Linked DNA regions of Gossypium hirsutum: region 1 is linked to region 2. The links are chromatin contacts, called in public Hi-C maps. All regions are on one chromosome and are shown on one strand. The core of a region is the stretch at or near the end of the contact, and the rest is flanking DNA. Distances in the headings are between cores, read along the strand shown. Region 1 holds the start of LOC107894522. Region 2 holds the start of LOC107893687 (probable 6-phosphogluconolactonase 2).

Region 1 (5,350 bases), core at 1,326-3,825, 230 kb after region 2:
CCATTACCACATATATGAAACAATCAAAACTTATACAATTTCACCTATTACATGACAAGTTCCGCACCAGATTTGGATTTTCATAGCAAACCATGAACAAGCAAAATATTAACTTAAAGAAAACATTCATCACACAAGTATAAAACATACCACTTGTAATAAGTACTTAAAACATATACGAGATACTCCTATTACATGCCACATATCCCAAAATAAACATTTCCAAAGACTACTGAAGATAGTTGGATAGTGTGATCTTCCACTTGATCTGATTGCCTGGTTTCGCAAAACAAGATTTACAAGAAATCAGGAAAAAACAAAACAAGTAAGCTTTTAAGAGCTTAGTAAGTTCACAGGTTGAAACATTATAACTTATCGTATAACCATAATTTTATAATTAACAAAATCAATAGCTAACATTAACCCTGTCAATCACAGCCATTCAATAGGTGAGTTTCATAAATACAAGTCATTTAATCACCTCATTTATACAATATCAATCGTTAACAAGTCACAATAAAATATCGAAAACCATAAACACTTGTTCAAGTCCTTCACAAGAAATCATAACCAAATATCAGTTAACTATCATCATTAAATCATTTAACCATTAAAATTCAGCCTGACGAATGGTATAACATATACAGATACGCATTACCACCGAAGCACACCAAAAATGCTCAAACGAGCTAAACCACCTGTGAACACACCTTGATACCAAGTGCCTAGCCCATAGGCTAACATTCCTCCAGTAACACACCTCGACACCAAGTACCAAGCCCAAAGGCTTTACATCTGCCACCGGTAACACACTAAAAACACTATAAATATAACACGATAGTTCGTAAGAAATGATGGACTTCAGTATCTCATCTCATCTCAGACCATACTCGTACAGTGCGCAATATAAACTATTGACATGCCAATTGTATCCTATCGTATATTTTATCTGGGCTCGATATAAAAAAGCGCATAATAACTTACAATTCGATTACATTTCTCACCTTGAATCACTTTTATAATTATTTCATTAAATATATAATTATTCAATACATCATAAATCACATGTCATTAAAATATTGCAAATTATACTAAATTAAACCGTATAAACTTACCAGTGACCAAACTGGAAGAATGATTGAAGTTTAGGAACTAATTTGCAACCTTTCCTTTTCCATGGTTATCTATTGAATTTTGATCTATAAAGTAATTTATTTCAATTATTAGCTTCTACTTCATATATTCAATTTAGTAAAAATTCCCTCCTATTAACAATTTTTACACAACTGCCCCAATTTTTACATTTTTTTCAATTTAGTCCTTAGAACCAAAACATGATTATTTTCCTAATTAGACCCTATACCATTAAGACCAAATACTTAACTACTCTAAACTAACCCCATAATTCTAAAATTTTCAAGAAAATATTCATATTTTAACTTATTTTTAATTTAATCCTTAAACATGAAAATTAATAAAATTCCTTTTCAAATTAGTTCAAAATCATCATCAAACTTCCAGACAAAGCATAAACAACAAGAAGGCTTCAAAAACAACCATGGCAAGTTTCTTATACTTTGATAGTTTTGTAATTTAGTCCCTACCCTAATTAGATTTCATTACAACAATCTAAAAAACATAAAATTCATGAAAAACTGATATCAAATACACTTACATGGAAAGAAAATTGGTAAGACCGAACCTTCCTTTCTTCCTAACAATGGCGTTCGGCTAGGAGATGAAATAAAGAAAATAATGGATGCCACTTGGTTTTTGTTTCCACATTTATTCATTTTATTTTATTAACATTATTTATTAATTTAACATATATACTATAAAAACACTAATGTTTAAACGGCCACTTACACTAAAAAAATTATAATTGCCCTTTTAAAACCATGAAATATATTTTTATACTTTATTAGCCCATTATAATTAATAATGATGGACTTTTGCACATTTTATAATTTAATCTTTTTTCTTTAATTAACTATCTAAACATTAAAATTTTTGGACCAAAATTAAATATACCTATATAACAACTCCGTAAACATTTATTAAATATTTATGGGCTCAGTTTATAGAAACGAGGTCCCGATACCTCATTTTTCGAAACCACTTAACTTTAAGGACAACCCACTTGCACTTAATTATTCTTTCAAATAGAAAAAATTATCAGATCATAATTCTATATAATACTATATTTGGCTAGTAAATATTAAATAAGAATAATATTTACAGATTTACATATCAGATTTATAGTCCCGAAACCACAGTTTTCAACACCACTGAAAAACAGGTTGTTACAAAAATACTCTAATTGTTTATTTAATAAAGTATAATTACACCTTTAAAAAAAGTTTTTTTCTAAAGAAAGTTTGAAAGTCATTACGGCTAATTATCGGTGTAATTACCCAAAGTCATTATGGCTAATTATCGATGTAATTACCCTAATTCTTTGTAAAAAAAATTAAGCAAAACACTTAATTCATTGAAATCCACTAATTACAAAAGTTATCCAAACATACCGTACATGTGGAATTAAAAATATTACATCCAAAAACTAGTGAAGAAAATGGAAATTTCTCCGAATACCGGTGGTGACAGAAATTTTTTGGAGGCTAACAGTGGTGAAGGTTCTCAAGATGATGCTGATCGGAATACTAAGAAGGTTCGATTTAAAGACGCCAACAAGGATGTGGACACAAACATGTTGGTTGACCCAAGTCCGATTCCAACTTTGTCTTAGAAGGATAAACTGCTAAGGAATAGAATCGGTAGTTTTGGGAAGACTACATTGTGGACTCTGGTGTGGGGGTGATGATGATCTTGAATTTTTGGAAGGAGATATTAATAGATCTATAGTTAATAGGATTCATGCTATCAGTTTCTCAAATAGAATTCAACGAATACTTTTCAAGGAAATGGAAATTATAGTGGTTTTGAAACTGCTAGGGAGGAGTATTGGACATGTGGCACTGAATAATCAGATCAATAGCCTTTGGAAACCTACAAAGCCATTCCATCTCATGGATATAGAAAATGGGTATTTCTTTTCCAAGTTTCAGTGTACCAAAGTTTTCGAGAAAGTTTTATCGCAAGGACTTTGGTTAATCTACGGTCAGTACTTGACTGTCCAACCTTGGACCAAAGATTTTAATCCCCTGCAACCATATCCAAGAATGGTGATGGCATGGATCCAACTGTTGGGACTCCTAAGTTTCTTGTATAAGAGGAGGGTCCTTGAAGAAATAGGTGGGACTATAGGAAAGGTGGTAAAAATGGATTTCAATACAGATAGAAGAACTAAGGGCCGATTTGCTCAAATGGCAGTTTATGTAAATCTCAAAAACCCTCTTGTGTCACAAGTTCTAGTTAATGGAGTTCTCCAGAGAGTGGAATACGAATCTCTACCAACAATCTATTTTAAATGCAGGAAGTATGGACACACCAAAAATATTTATGTCTTTTAGGAGTAGAGTTCAACAGTGGAGAAAGAGCGGACGAAATCTACTTCGAATGAGGCTGTGGGTGGAGGAGATGGTGTATTTATGGGTCGTGGATGGTGGTAGAGAAAATATATAGGTGAAACTCAATGGACACTTAAAATTGGAAAGCTGATTTTTTGGGAAATGAGGGTTCGGTTTCCAGATTTACTGTGTTGTTTAGACTACAAATCTCAGAGGGTCTGGAGGTTGATATGACTAATGTAGCACCTAGAGAAGCAGCGAGAAACAAGGGAAAAATTAAGGGGAAAAGGGGTTGATTCAAGGGTTGGCAAAATTTTGTAAGGGTTTAATTTAATGAAGGGAAATTTTTCAACAAATGATAGAAGGAATAGGGAGAAGCGGTGCCCTTGAGCCCAATAAGAAATGAGGTAGCATTATTAGATAATGTGGGCCTAGATATTTTTGGACTGATTTTAAAGTCTTTTGGGAAAAAACCAATCGTGAACATTGGGCAATCCATTATAAGTAATGGGCCAGTTGAAGCATGTAACGCAGATTCAAAATCCATTAAGAAAGTGTATACTGCAGGCTCTTCATACACCAAGCCATTTGCTATAAGGGATGAGATAGAGTCTAAAGATCCGATGATTATTCCTCTAAGTGACAATCAATAAGGTCTTCCCATTTTTTAAAATTCCAATCCGACAATTCTCTAATTGGTTTTGGAATTTTTAATGCAATTTCTAATTATTTTAATTCCTCTTCATTAATTGTTTCTTGTCTTAACCTCATTTTTGAAGGGTTAAAAGAAATGGCGGTAAAGTTGAACAATGCAATGTTGGATACCAGAAAGCATTCAGCAGTCATTTTTAAAGAAAATAATTATCAAAATAGGGGAAATTTAGAAGGTGGTGAAGGTCATACTAATGGTTGCGATAAGACTTTTGTTTCTAAAGAACGTGATCCATGAGTCAAAGGTAGCCAAATAAGCAGTGGAAGGAGACTTAATCGAACAATTCGAGACCATGGGGAACAATTTAAATTAGTTAGTAATTACAAGGTTTCATTAACTGACTTGATGAATTCAATAGTTGAGCCAATTAGTGCTCAATTAAACACAGAATGTAACAGTCTGGTTTTGACCCTAGTTTGAATAGTGGTTTCGGGACCACATATCTGAGTCAAAAAATATTTTTAATATTATTTTTGTACCTATGATAAGTGAATTGGCATGTGTGAAGATCTTGTGTGAAAATTTAACTGTTTGTGTGCTTAATTTGCGAAAAGGGCCTAATCACGTAAAAGGTAAAAGTTGTGTGCTAGTTGTTAGAGTGCTTATATGAATTGGCTTTCTAAAGCAAAGGTCCTTATGTGATTATTTGACCATTGGGAGTTTGAATGGACATAAAAGGGCATGTGTTAGGTGAATTTATAATGATTTAATAAAGGTTATAATGGTCAAATGTTTAATAAATTAATATATGTTATAACAAAACATGAAAATAGGCATTATATGCTTTGTTTGTGCCAAAAATTGAAGAACAAAAAGAAAAGACAAAGATTTCTAAGGTTCGGCTAGTTGGAATCTTGAATTAAGGTTTGTTTTTGATCCGTTTTTAATAATTTCTATGTTTTTGTGATCGTTGTTAAGTGCTCTAGCTAGCCCATTCTTAAATTCATGAAATTTTTGATGATTTGGAAATGTGCCATGGATGAATTCATGAACTTGATGATGTTATATGTTGTAATATGAAAGCTTGATGTTGGGTTTACACGTATTGTCTTTGAATTTTTGATGAAATTGAGTAGTTTGGCTAGATGGTAAAAATGTTATTTTTGAGGAACTAAAATGTGAAATAAATGAAATGTGTGGTCTAGTATGAGTACTAGAAGAATTCGGC
Region 2 (5,694 bases), core at 2,108-4,607:
GACGGGCAGTTGGGTTCGACGTTGTCAATTGCCAAATGCACAGCCTCTGCTTTGCTCTCTCCTGTTACGACTATTGCAACGTTGGATGCTGAATTGATGACGGGCAAAGTGAATGTTATCCTCTCAGGTGGAGGTTTAGGGGAATCGGTGATGAAAGTTACCCATTCCTCTGTCTCGTCAAGCACTGCATGATTAGGGAATAGCGAGGCAATGTGACCATCAGGGCCCATGCCGAGAAGGATAAGGTCAAACTTGGGGCAGTCACTAATGTCGGAAACACTGACCATCCTTGTTTTAACTAGCTGCCGAATAACAAACATGTATTCGTCAGCAGCCTCCTCTGCTGAAACCGAATCATTGATAGAATGAACATGGCTGGGAACAATCGGCACCTGCAGGAAATACCAGGCATAAGCCATACGAGCGTGTATGTTATATGGCAGAAACTCAAACAAAACAAGCTGAAGCATAACTTTTCAATCAAACTATCTACCAATGAAAATATCGGTGATACATGACAGCAAACGCAAAAGGAAGCCCTTTTGACGCTAATGTTTATGCTGCGACTCATTACAATAGCTTTTCCATCACAATCCAAAAATTTGGTGAAACAAACAAATAAAGTAGTCGAACTTTTACCGTATTCAAATTTAGTTCAAAGCTAATCAAATCATTTGGCAGACTAGCTATGCAAATGGATGCAAACCATGACTAACAAGTAACAAGCTAGTTTTTATATTTAATGTTCGAGGTAACACACCATGAAAAAAGGATACATCAAGTTTTACTTTAATTTATAGTGTAAGATACGAGAAAAAGTTAAGAAAAAGAGAGGAGACAAGGGATAGACAAAGAAACAGTAAAAAGATCAGTAATTCCTAAGAATCTCAAACTTGTCTGATCCTAAATATCAAGAGAAATTACTTAAGAGGATCCAAACATAAAATCTCTTCCATCTTTGAACAAATGAATCCACAAAAACTGCAAAATGGCAGTTTCACTGTAAGGCCTTAAGCTTTTCAGAACCATCAATCATCTTGATTATTTTGATAATTTCTGATATTAGGGATATGCATCCCTCACGCTATCTTTACCTAGGCAATGGAGTTAGCAACTGGAAGAAATTAAAAAGTTCCGAGAACGATAGGACCACCAGTACAAGTTCTTCAAATCATGTGAACAATTTACACTTCGATATTGTCTTCACAAAAAGGAAAAAGCACACTTGCATTATGCATTTGTTTTATTATTATTTTTTTATGTAGTGGTGAGTCAAAGATGGCACCGTGAACAAGCGAAAAGAGAACTTAGAGTAGCACCATGCAAATAAAACATGAAGGTGAAATTTTTTTCCCCAGAGATAAGAAGGTTTTTTAGTAAAACCAAACATCTAGTTCAATATCAGACCTAATGCCTCATACTTTCTAAAGCATATACTCGATTTAATATCCAAAGATAACCACAACACACAGAAGATGAATTCAACAAACAAACATGGGAATCTTCAAAACTAAGGAACCCCGAATCCATTACGGAATGATCAGCTAGTGCAGCATCAACTAATATACCAGTTAACATAAGTCTGTCCCAAAATCAGAACACAACATAATTGATAAGGAATTCAAGCATAAATACCTTCAAGCAAAGGCTAAAATTTCAAGATCCGAAGTCTGGACCAGTCTAATCACTGAATATCGAAGGAACACATCCTACTAACAAGCATCATCTTCTTACCAAAAGTTCCTTCCACTTGGTTCTTGGAAAGCTAAAGGAAACCAAAACATAAAATAAAGTACAAATTCATATACGAACCTTGGAAAGAATGCCATCCTTTGCAAGCTTATAATTGCTGTCTGAGTGGTTTTTCGCAACAACGCGTTCATCTGCCCAAAATATGTACCATTTAGCCCAGTCTACAGTCTTGTTATAAGGTGCTTCACACAGTTTCCTGTTCGCCAACAAAAAGCTTTAATGGAAGAACACCAAAATTACAAAACAAAAAGCATGGAATAAGGAGTGGATTGATACCCCATTAAGCCAATGAGAGAACCACCAGACAATGCTATGGCAAACACACCTCTCTCCTTCACTGCAGCTTCTGATAACTCAACAATATAGTCAGCTAAATCAGTCCTTAGCTCATCCAAATTCTCAAGAATCCTCAATTCCCTCTATCATTTTAACCCCAGAAAGAGCCATGCTTTTTGACAATTTTACCGACTCTAAACATGAAAAAAAAGGATCAGAATTAAGAATATTATAGAGCCTATAATAACACACAAATCTCCATTCAAAGTAATTTATCCACCAAAAAATTCAAGATGAACAATGAAAACAAAATGTAGCCATTAATCCTTGCACCTCAAAGTCATTAAGTTAAAATTAATGAGAAACCAAAACTTCGGATCATGTTAAACAGTCAACAGAACCTATGGTTCAAAAGTTACAAAAAAAAAAAAACCAATAACACAGTTTAAGATTCAATAAACAGAACCAGAAACAACCATGTGATAAATTGACAAAAGCCCATCACTTTATGCGTAGAGTTTGAAACTTTAAATTGAAGGAAAAAAGGAAAATCCAACAAAAGGGTATTGATCATCACAATTAGAGATCAAGCAAAAACCAAAACTTTAAGCTAATTGATATGTCTCAAGTAGATGAATTTCACATTCAAACCAATTAAAACTCAGAACATAAAAAAGGAAAAGGAAAAAAAAAGAGGCCTGATCAAATAAAAAAAATCTAAAATTTAAGAAAGGGAAAATGCTTACAAAGAAGAACAAGAAAGAAAAGAAAGAAGGGTAGTTGCAGAGAAGCAAAATGGAGATGGTAGATGGGATGATCAACAACAAATGAAATAATAATTATATAATAATTACAACACCAAAAAAAAAAAAAAAGAAGAGAAAAGCTGTTACAGAAAAGAAGCTGAGGAGAATTTACCTTCTGGGTTTCCACGTGCAACCAATGAAATTTAACAAAAACACACACAAAAACGAAAATAAATGTTTCTTTCTCTCTTTTCTATTGATTAAAATTGTAATTTATTAAAAAATTAACAAAACCAAATTAAATTTGTTTCTTTATCTATATCTCTTTGCTTCGCCCTTTTTGGTTTTATGAGAGTGGGAGATGAAGCAGAGAAAATCTTTGTTTCCTAAATACTCTGCTATTACATCTCCCTTAATTAATGTTGCCACATCAATATTAAATTAAAAATTTTATTTAATAATTAAATGGAGGTGCCGTTTTTGGAAAGAAAATGAAGAGCAAAAAAACAGGGGAGAATTGAGGAAAAGAAGCAGAGTTCCATAAGACTAAACCAAACACTTGCCCAACTAAATTGCTGACAAATGGACCAATGGATCTTTTTGTCTTGTAAGAATAAAACAATGATTTTTTCCAATTTTTATTTTATTTTCCCTCTATCTATCTCTTTGATTTCTTCTTCTTCTTCTTTTAATTTAAAATAATTGTTAGAAAATTTAAAAAAAAAAATCTGCCACCTTTGCTTTTATTTTATTTTTTTTTCTTTGCATTTTCTTACTCTCTTTTCTTAAGTTTGTTAGAAAATTCCTTTTTAGTTGTCTCCCCAAAACCAGCTTCTTTACACTTTTATATATATTGGTTTGAGATATTTAAACCCAAGTAGAATCCTTAAATAGAGAGCAAACTCAACATTATCTTTTAATTTATAAAAAAATTTATATAGCAGGCTTTTAATTCTTTATTATTTATTCATAACATATGGTATATATCATTACATTTATCCCATACATTCTTTTAGGGTAAGTTTAAATTTCCCAATGAAACTTTACTCAAGTTTGAGTTTTATTATATATAAATGTGTGAGTTTTATATTAAATTTATTTTGTTTAATTAGTTAGAGTTGAGTTAATTGTTCATTTTAGTTTTTATAATAATTGATTTTATTGGCACATAACTTAAAAAAAATAAGCCTTTTTTTATTAATTTAAAAGTAATAAAATAAAAAATAAAATTTTTATATTAAAAGTTATATGTTTTTATAATCAAATTTAAATAAAATGATGTACTAATTTTATTATTAGAGGTGTTGATTTTGCTTTATATTGTTATTATGTTTATATTTTTATTTGAAAGGTAAAATATCTGTTTTATATTTCATATCATCAACTTAAGTTCATTTAAATTCATTATTATTTATTATTAATAATATAGTGTAGATTTCTTTTAAGGTTAATATCTTTACCAATGAAACCTAACTTGCTTTATTGAACTATGTAGTTCTTTGAGAGCTACTTCTTAGCTTTACCACTACAACATGTGGGGTGCAATGAAATTAGTGTTTAAAGTTGTGCTTTCCCATGTCATTATTTCATTTTACATTTATGTAAATACTCAATGATTATACATATAATGATTTTTGGGCTACTTTTTCAATATTAATTTGTAAAATTCAAGGTCTTGAAATTATGGAAACTGAAAATGTAATAATGTATAAATAATAATATATAGGGGCTTTAAAATAATATGATTTTTTATAAATAATAAAATTATTTGATGTGAGAATTGGTGATTCGAGTCGATAAAGAAAAATATTACAATAAATTGGTTTTTTATTCTCTTGATTGTTTTTCTTTTGTTATACCAATTTTTAATGGTGGAAGTTATAAATTTTTTATTTTGCTTTTTCATGTCTGTAATCTTGATAGATAGGCTAAAAATTAATTTATATATAAATAACTTTGATTCGGTAATCCATCAAATAATCGAATGAAAGGATAAGATTTCATTTGTTATTAAAGTAAATAATTACTTAATACCTTAAATTGGACCACTTGATTTTAGACTTAATTTGAACTAAAATATTATTGTAACAAGTATTAAGTTAAACCCAAATTAAACACATAAAACTAATTTCTATAATAACATTTCACTGAAACAAATAAGTTTGTTGTGGAGTTAATTTGTTTTGTTACATTTTAACTTTCTATAACATATTTTCAATTATAATAACAACCATAATGATTTACTAAATTAACTATATAACAGTTTCTCTTCTCATATTTTAAAACAAAGCTATACTAAATTCATATAAGCAAGCATATATATAAATCATTATAAAATCACCATTTTTTCTAAAAAATGTGCTGGAAATTGGTTTTATAAAACATATGTAACGGCAGGCAAAATTAAATGTCTGATACATTTAATATATAGTTAAATTGCTAAAAATTTTGTACCTCAATATGTGTAATTTAACATGTTTAAAATTAATTGTAAGTGAATGAGAAAATACTGTCAGCTTTTTTATGGTAAAAATTTCTAACTTGAATTACAAACTTGTCTTGTTATTTGGATTATGAGCTTGTAAAATAAAATATTTTTAGTGTGTTCAGTATTTACAATACATGAATTAATGAGTGTCATTCATGAATTATGTTCTTTGGTCATTCATAAAATTATGAATATGCATGAATGTTATCATGCACATTCATTAGTGTAGTACATTACTGCATTAATAGTATTTATGTGTTTTGAATATTATGTTGGATGATTAATGTTAGAGCCTCTAAGCTCTATAATTAGGTGCTTTTAAGGGATGCAAAAAGATAGTTCATAAGATTTTTACAAGTTAAGATCATTCAAATAGTTCAGTTTCATAAGTCATTTGTTCTATTATTCTCGATTGCCCTAGAGCTTAGGATT

Evidence for each region. A called contact is a pair of places that touch in the nucleus more often than the background predicts.
Region 1: a contact with region 2 is called in a Hi-C map of leaf, with 4 times the contacts expected there. The contact joins the promoter of LOC107894522 here to the promoter of LOC107893687 in region 2. A contact is called at or near these places in 11 of 34 Hi-C or Micro-C datasets (callus, hypocotyl, leaf and 1 more).

Annotation. Positions count from the first base shown.
Region 1 is chrA13:29,870,023-29,875,372 of Gossypium_hirsutum_v2.1, forward strand. LOC107894522 reads left to right here and starts at 2,576. Exons shown (of 2, transcript XM_016819786.1): 1 at 2,576-2,726; 2 at 2,845-3,473. The coding sequence starts at 2,576. The coding sequence ends at 3,473.
Region 2 is chrA13:29,641,489-29,647,182 of Gossypium_hirsutum_v2.1, forward strand. LOC107893687 (probable 6-phosphogluconolactonase 2) reads right to left here and starts at 3,358. Exons shown (of 4, transcript XM_041086030.1): 1 at 2,947-3,358; 2 at 2,029-2,098; 3 at 1,813-1,948; 4 at 1-392. The coding sequence starts at 2,033.